2 separate regions of the Callithrix jacchus genome follow, and region 2 is linked to region 1. Evidence: chromatin contacts called from public Hi-C data. All regions are on one chromosome and are shown on one strand. Each heading gives the region's core, a stretch centred on a gene start, on an enhancer-like site or on the middle of the called end of the contact. The rest is flanking DNA. Distances are from core to core; before and after follow the strand shown. Region 1 holds the start of ZNF606 (zinc finger protein 606). Region 2 holds the start of ZNF329 (zinc finger protein 329).

Region 1 (4,377 bases), core at 1,164-3,663:
AAATGCACATGTGAGTCACTATTACTTAACACTGTTTTGAAGTTACCAATGCTGTATAAGTAAAAAAATTATAAAGGTAAAAATATATAGGGGAGCAGTAGAGACAATACTTTATTATACGTATCGCTGTCTCTGGAAACCCCACAAACCATCAGAAAATTTCTCTCTTTTTTTTTTTTTTTTTTTGAGACGGAGTTTCGCTCTTGTTACCCAGGCTGGAGTGCAATGGTACCATCTCGGCTCACCGCAACCTCCGCCTCCTGGGTTCAAGCAATTCTCCTGCCTCAGCCTCCCGAGTAGCTGGGATTACAGGCACACGCCACCATGCCCAGCTAATTTTTGTATTTTTAGTAGAGACGGGGTTTCACCTTGTTGACCAGCATGGTCTTGATCTCTTGACCTCGTAATCCATCCGCCTCGGCCTCCCAAAGTGCTGGGATTATAGGCTTGAGCCACCGCGCCCGGCCCAGAAAATCTCTTAAAACCAGTAACAACTCTCAGGAGAGGCTATAAAACACATAAAAGTTACTGTGTTTTACGCCAAAAATTTTCCTTCTTTACCACCAATCGCTTCTAATTTTGTACCAAGACAGACAGACCCCACTTCCATCCTCAAAAGTCCTCAGCCCCTCCCCAGCTCTGACCCATGACTGCAGCGGCTAATGTTAGGGGAGGCCCAGAAGTAACATGATTTGGACTCACCCCAGGAGGCCCACGGGTTGATGGCTGCCATCCGGAGGACTGACTGACCAGACACCCGCCCGGTGAGTCACTATTCCCCACCTAATGACAAAAGTGAAAAAAGACAAAACTGGTCTATTCCCACAGAAGACCCAGCGGGAACAAAGAAGGGAATCCATCCATAGAAGCAACCAAAAAACTTGCAAGGAGAATTTAAGAAAATTTACATGTCAAAAAAATAACAAAATTCCTAAAGAAAAATGAAGGGTAATTTGCATAAGCTGGAAAAAAAAAAAAAAAGCATGATTCCGATGAGAAGGTATAAATTTGTTAGCCATTTCCAAGAGACAGTCAGTCACAACACAGATGGAACTTTCGGGTTAACTGGACAACAATTACTGTAAAAGCTACTTGCAATCCTCATACATTAGTGGTTGCCCAGAGCTGGGGGAAAAATAAAATAGGGAGAGACTGCTTCATGGGAACAAGAGTTTCTTTGGGGGGTGATGAAATGTTTTTAGCATTAGATAGTGGTGATGATTGCACAACTTTATTAATATACAATAAAACCAATGAACTTCACACTTTTAAGTGGTTAAAGAGGTGAACATTATGTTATGCAAATTTAATCCCACCTCCAAAACAAAATCCACGCCCGAGATTTCCTAAGCCTAAACTCGTGTGTGTGTGCGTGTGTGTGTGTGTGTGTGTGCGTGTAGGACCTGGAGATAAGCCTGGCGCCCAGACCCCTAAATCCCCAGGTTCCAGGTCTTTGTACAAGGCAGCAACCTCTTTTTTTTTTTTTTTAAGATGGGGTTTCACCATGATGGCCAGGCTGGTCTTGAACCCCTGACCTCAGGTGATCCACCCATCTCGGCCTCCCAAAGCGCTAGGATTACAGGCGTGAGCCACCGCGCCCGGCCGGCAGCAACCTCTTTAACGGACTGCTGGGTACGTGTCTAAAGCACGAGAACACCCAGGGAGCCTCCGGGGCACCGGAATCGGCGCGGAAACGCAGGACGCGAACCGCATTTCGCACTGTTAGCTGCAGGCTGACAGTGACCGCCGCCGTCACCGCGTGTTTAAGGGAATCCAGAGCCGTTTCCAACCCGGGTCTGACGTCCTTCGCGGTGCTTTGTGTGAACCGGCGCGGGGAGGAGGGCGGGCTGGGGAAGGAACCGGCTCGTTCTTCCCATCAGCGGCCTCAGAAGCATCCGGACCACCTGCTTCCAGAGCTCCCGACCCAAATCTCCTCCGCGAGACCGACGCGGCCGCGACGCTGCAGAAGCTCGTCCCGGCCTCACCTGACTCGCAGCCGCGGGTCCCCCGGGAAGGCGGCGCAGCAGGCTCGGGGTCGCCTCGCCTGCGGCGTTTGGCTTTTGTCCCGCGCCGACGTTCCGGCCCAGCAGTGCGCTCGGGAGCTCCAGGCCGCGCCTCGGGGACAAAGGCGCGCGGAGCCGACGTGCAGGGTTCACCCAGGCCCGGACGGCCAGACGAGGAAGCGCGCCTGGACGCTGGAGGCGGGAGGCCAGAGGCTGGCGGCTGGTGGGAGGGCCGAGGGCAAGGAGGGCGCAAAGCCGGGGCGGAAAGTGCAGGTGCAGGACCCGCCCTGGCGCCGCCTCTCCCCGCCGGCTCTCCCAACCCCCGAGCCCAGTAACTACGGCGGCCCCACAGCCCGAGCGAAGGCCTCACCTCAGCCGCGGACAATGGCGGCGGCTTCCCCGGCGTTGACCGGGGCGCACCGCGGGGGCTGCTGGGAGCTGTAGTTCCGGGCGGCACTTCCGGCAGCAGGGAGCGGATCCGCCCCGCCCCGCCCCGCGCCACCTGGGCGCGGTGAAAGGACAGCTCTGACTCGCGGTCCCGGGTTTCGCGGGAGGAGCTCGGCGAGTTCGCAGCGCTCCCGGGGGATCCTTCATTCGGCGTTCGCAAGATTGTGAGAAAGTGGATAAGGAACCGGCCGGGCGCGGTGGCTCACGCCTGTAATCCCAGCGCTTTGGGAGGCCGAGGCAGGTGGATCACGAGGTCAAGAGATCGAGACCATCCTGTTCAACATGGCTGAGGCAGGAGAATTGCTTGAACCCAGGAGGCGGAGGTTGCAGTGAGCTGAGATCGTGCCATTGCACTCCTGTCTGGGTAACAACAGCGAAACTCCGTCTCAAAAAAAAAAAAAAAAAAAAAAAAAAAAGCTACCCATCTCTGTGAAGCCCCACGGCTGAGAACATCAGGACTAGTTCCCAGGTCTTTTTCCAGAGGCCAAGCCTTTATGGGAGCATGGGTTGCCAGCGACCCATCCTGAGAGTTTTCCTGTGTCAATATGCATGGAGCGGTTCGGGCGCGGTGGCTAATTCCTGTAATCCCAGCACTTTGGGAAGCTGTGACGGGAGGATCATTGAGTTCAGGAGTTCGACACCATCCTGGGCAACATGGCGAGACCCCCCCCATCTCTCCAAAAAAAAAAAAAAAAAAACCCCACAAAAATTAGCCCAGCGTGATGGCCCGCGCCTGTAGTTCCAGGTTCTCTGGAGCCCAGGAGGTCGAGGCTGCTGTGAGCTGTGAATCCATCACTGTACTCCGGCCTGAATGACAGAGCAAGAGCCTGTCTTAAAAAAAAAAAAAAAAAAAAAGGTCATGCGCGGTGGCTCATGACTCATCCCAGCACTTTGGGAGGCCAAGGCAGGCAGTTCAAAAGGAGGTCAGGAGTTCCAGACCAGCCTTGCCAAGATGGTGAAACCCCGTCTCTACTAAAAATACAAAAATTATCCAAGCATGGTGGTGGGCAGCTGTAATCCCAGTTATTCGGGAGGCCGAGGCAGATAATTGCTTGAACCAGAAGGCAGAGGTTGCAGTGAACCAAGATTGCACCACTGCGCTCCAGCCTGAGCTGGACTCCTTCTCAAAAAAAAAAAGATTCCTCATCCAGTGCTCCTACTAAGATATGGCTTGGGGCTGTGAACACAAGATATCCTCACTGATGAGTGCTGCCTCTGTCCTTCCCCCATAGCTTAGACCAAGTGAGTTTCGTGCTCTCTGCCCTTCCCTGAATCATCCACTCCACACTTTTTGTTTGTTTTTGAGACATGGTCTTGCCCTGTTGCCCAGGCTGGAGTACAGTGGCACCATCATGGCTTGCTGTAGCCTCGACCTCCTAGACTCAAGCAATCCTCACACCTGAGCCTTCCAAGTAGATGAGACTACAGGAATGCACCATCATGATGGGCTAATTTAAAAAATTTTTCTTGGTGGGGTGCAGTGGCTCACACCTGTAATCCCAACACTTTGGGAGGCCGAGGTGAGTGGATCATGGCCACCACCTCAGTCAGGAGTTCAAGACCAGCCTGGCCAACATGGTGAAACCGCATGTCTACTAAAAATACAAAAATTAGCAAGGCGTGGTGGCACATGCCTGTAATCCTAGCTACTCAAGAGGCCGAGGCAGGAGAATCACTTGAAGCCAGGTGGTGGATCTTGCAGTTAGCTGAGATTACACCACTGCACTCCAGCCTGGGTGACAGAGCAAGACCCCATTTCAAAAAAAAAAAAAAAAAAATTGTGGATTTGGGGTCTTACTGTGTTGCCCTGGCTGATCTTGAATTCCTGGGCTCAAGTGATCCTCCCATCTTGGTCTCCCAAAGTACTGGGACTACAGGCATGAGCCACCATGTTTAGCCCCACTCGAGATGTTCGCCTCTCACCTGC
Region 2 (4,377 bases), core at 1,331-3,830, 160 kb after region 1:
ATGGCAGAAGAACTGCCTAAGGCCAGGAGTTCAAAACAAGTCTGGGCAACACAGTGAGACCTCATCTCCAAAAAATACAAAACTTAAAATAAGAAAGTAAGCTGGGCGTGGTGGCTGACGCCTGTAATCCCAGCACTTTGGGAGGCCGAGGTGGGCAGATCACTTAAGGTCAGGAGCTCGAGACCAGCCTGGCCAACATGGTGAAACCCCATCCGAAAAAAAAATAAGAAAGTTATTTTTCTTGCTGGCCGGGCGCGGTGGCTCATGCCTATAATTCCAGCACTTTGGGAGGCCGAGGCAGGTGGATCAAGAGATCAAGGTCAAGAGATCGAGACCATCCTGGTCAATAAGGTGAAACCCTGTCTCTACTAAAAATACAAAAATTAGCCGGGCATGGTGGTCCTGTAGTCCCAGCTACTTGGGAGGCTGAGGCAGGAGAATTGCTTGAACCCAGGAGGCAGAGGTTGCGGTGAGCCGAGATCGTGCCATTGCACTCCAGTCTGGGTAACAACAGCGAAACTCTGTCTCAAAAAAAAAAAAAAGTTATTTTTCTTACGAAATCCTGGCTGAAGTATTTCAGAGTGAAGTATGGTATCTACCACATACTTTCAGTAACTCAGTCAAAAAAACCTAAGTGTATGTAAATATATGTCTGTACCACACCTGCCTCTGCAACACTTGCTGTGTGTACATGTATGTACGTAAAATATAAAAAAGGGAACCCTATGTCAGAGGTGTCTGAACCAAAGCAACTCCACCTTAAATAGGGGCTGGGTAAAATAAGGTTGAGACCTACTGGGCTGCATTCCCAGACAGTTAAGGCATTCTAGGTCACAAGATGAGAGAGGAGATTGGCACAAGATACAGATCATAAAGATCTTGTTGATAAAACAGCTTGCAGTAAAGAAAGTGGCTAAAACCCACCAAAACCAGGATGGCGACGAGAGTGACCTCCAGTTATTTTCCCACCAGCACCGTGACAGTTTACAAATATCATGGCAATGTCAGGAAGTTACCCTATGTGGTCTAAAAAGGGTAGGCATAAATAATCACCCCTGTCCTTAGCATATAATCAAGAAATAACCATAAAAATGGGCAACCAGTTCTTGGGGATGCTCTATCTATGGAGTAGCCATTCTTTTATTCCTTTACTTTCTTAATAAACTTGCTTTCACTTTATGGCCTCGCCCTAAATTCTTTCTTTCTGGAGATACAAGAACCCTCTCTTGGGGTATAGTTCCGGCCCCTTTTTGTGGTGACATCTATGCATGTGTTTGAGGCAGGGAGAGGAGAAAGGTAAAGCTAATGTGCCAACAAGTGTTAATAATTTGAGAATCTGGATGGTTTTACATGTGTTAAACTATTCCTGCAACTTTTATGTAAATGTGAAACTTTCAAAATTAAAAGTTTGGTTTAGAGGGAAACAAGCAGTAGAATGGAGGAAAAGTCAGCTGCTGTGGGAAAAGCAAAACAGACAAAAGCTTGGTATTCAAAACATACTCTTACAATCCCACGTTCCTAATAGCCAAATTCTTTTACTTGGCAAAAGATAAGGAACCTTTCCAGGCTGACGGTAATTTTAATAAAGGTTTAGATTGCATTTGTCAAAACTCCTCAAATGGTACAGTGAAGATCTGTGCATTTCACTGAAAGTCAATTTGGGCTCAAAAAATTTAAAAAAGCACTACTGAACTCTAATTCATATTAAGGATAGTGAGGTGTTTGAGGGAGAAGTGTTATCTACAACTTAATTTGAAATGTTTCCCCAAAAGGTGGATTAATGGATGGCAGAAAGGATGGACAGAAGGAATGATAAGGAATACACTAAGTTCAGCAGATGTTAACCGGGTTGTTCAGTGAACAATTCTTTCAGCTTCTCTATATAAACCAGTATTTTTTGTCGTAAAATACTGAGACTGGGAGAGTGCACGACGAAAAGAAACCACAAAACGAAGGGAAAAGACAGCGAAATGGTCACTAAACAGGTGCAAAAATTAGGCCCCCACTTAGAATTGCAGTAAAACATGATTTTGCAATTATCAAATGGAAAAACACACAGGTGATCTAACACCTGCCGGACTCAAAAGGAAGCGGCTCAGCCCATTGGCTCAGGGCAGCCAATTCAGCCGGAGGCCGACCCACGCCTACACCGCCACTCCCACCCGCCGGCAGAAAAGCGGTAGACTCGGGGATGACCCCAGGAGACGGACCAGAATACCCAGCAGGCGCGGCAGAACGGTCGCCGTGGGAGAGTCGGATAGGGACAGGAGCGCGGAACTCACGGGTGACGCGAAGGAACGACGGAGGCGTCCACACCAGCCTGAGAGCGACCTAGCCCTCGGGAGCGTAGCCACCCGCAACAAGAACAGCGCCCTGGCCAGACCCCCGCCCTCGAGGGCCCGACATGCCCACTACCCAGGTGAAGCCCACCTGCGGACCCGCCCCTCGCCGCCCCACCGGGATCCGGCGGGCCTCCACCCGCCACGCCGCCCCGCAGAGGGAAACGGAGGCAGCAAACGGCCCAGGGATGCGTCGGCACTTACGGTTGGGCGCCGGCGGCAGCCATGTTCCCTGCGATTGCGCTTGCGCGGCTGCCGGGACCTGGATGTGCGCGTGCGCGAGGCCCCCAAGCTCCCCCCGCCCAGCGACCGGGTGGCCGTGGGTACGGGGTTAATCTTTACCCGGGCGTGGGGTTATCTCGGGGCGGACGCGCAGGCTTTTTAAAAAAAAATCTTTTTTTTTATAGAGCCTTCCTTTTATTTACTGCATAATTTGCTAAAATATTTCTATATCCATAATTTTTTTTTTTTTGAGAAAAATGTTAAAATTCAGATAAGTACACTCATTATTCATTGGCAATATATGTACTGGGTGTGTGGCTCACGCCTGTATTCCCAGCATTTGGGGAGGCCTAATTTGTTAAAATAACTAGATGTAAGAAATGTAGAGGGGCGGCGGCTAGGAAATAAATAAATAAATAAACAAAGCCAGTAACTTTCCTCAGTAATGACAACAGCCGGTTGAAAATGAAAACTACACATTTTTTCATTCCTTCCGTGGTTCTCTTAAATTTTAGCATGGGAAAGTTGGAAGCCTAAATATTTACTGCGAGAAAGAAATTATGGTATGTGCAACGGAGCAAAAGAGGGTGGTTAAAACAAACCGACTAACTTACATACAAGATGAACAGTTCTCTAAAAACAAATTGCAGGCCATGCGCGGTGCCTCAGCCTCCTGAGTAGCTGGAATTACAGGCGCGCACCACCACACCTGGCTAATTTTTGTATTTTTAGTAGAGATGAGGTTTTACCATGTTGGCCAGGCTGGTCTTCAAAACTCCTGACCTCAGGTGATTCGCCCACCTTGGCCCCCCAAAGTGCTGGGATTATGGGCATGAGCCACCGTGCCCGGCCACAAGTGTGTATTCTTCTAGGTCACAAGTTAGCAAACTTTTTCTGTAAAAAACCCAATGATAGTTTCAGCTTTGCAGACCGTAAGGTCTCTTCCATGACGACCCAACTCTCTCAGATAGCAGCCATAGATAACACTAAACGAACGAGTGAGGCTGCATTCCAACAGAACTTTACAAGAATAGGAGGCCCTTCTACACAAGCTGAGTCAAGAAATAAAAATTAAAAAAAAAAAAAAAAAGAATAGGAGGCCCACTGAGGCCATTGTTTGCCAATCCCTGTTCAGGAATTATCTGTTTGTTCTTAGGGTAGGAGCCTTTCTACATCAAGATTAGCATCCCAGAATTCATTTACAAAATGATACTTTTTTTTTTCCTTGGAGATGGGGTCTTGCTTTGCTGTCCAGGCTATAGTCCAGTGGCATGATCGTATCTCACTGCATCCTTGACCTCCTGGACTCAACCAATCCTCCCATCTCAACTGCCCAACTTGCTGGGACTACAGGTGTAGGCCACCGTGCCAGGCTAATTTTTTTTTTTTTGAAACGGAGTCTAGCTTTGTCGCCCAGGCTGGAGTGAAATGGCATGATTTTCGGTCACTGCAACCTCTGCCTCCCGGGTTTAACAGATTCTCCTGCCTCAGCCTCCTGAATAGATGGGATTATAGGCATATGCCACCACACCCGGCTAATTTTTGTATTTTTTTAAAAAGTAGAGTCGATCGGGGTTTTGCCATGTTGGTCAGGCTGGTCTGAACTCCTGACCTTGTGATCCACCGGTTTCAGCCTCCCAAAGTGCTGGGATTACAGGCGTGAGCCATCGCACCGGGCCTGCCTGCTTAATTTGTTAGTAGAGATGGGGGGTGGGGTGTCTCACTGTTTTATCCAGGCTGCTCTTAAACTCTAGGGTTCAAGTAATCCTCAGCCTCCCAAAGTGCTAGGGTCACAGGCGGAAGCCACCTTGCCTGG

What was found. A called contact is a pair of places that touch in the nucleus more often than the background predicts.
Region 2: a Hi-C map of skeletal muscle shows a contact between it and region 1, with 4 times the contacts expected there. The contact joins the promoter of ZNF329 here to the promoter of ZNF606 in region 1. A contact is called at or near these places in 3 of 3 Hi-C or Micro-C datasets (induced pluripotent stem cells and skeletal muscle).

What each region holds. Positions count from the first base shown.
Region 1 is chr22:50,705,111-50,709,487 of calJac240_pri, forward strand. ZNF606 (zinc finger protein 606) reads right to left here and starts at 2,414. Exons shown (of 8, transcript XM_078361017.1): 1 at 1,986-2,414; 2 at 703-783; 3 at 369-507. It overlaps LOC103790146, which reads left to right and starts at 993. Exons shown (of 2, transcript XM_035284402.3): 1 at 993-1,000; 2 at 1,583-4,377. The coding sequence starts at 993. The coding sequence ends at 2,447.
Region 2 is chr22:50,869,009-50,873,385 of calJac240_pri, forward strand. ZNF329 (zinc finger protein 329) reads right to left here and starts at 2,581. Exons shown (of 6, transcript XM_078361034.1): 1 at 2,544-2,581.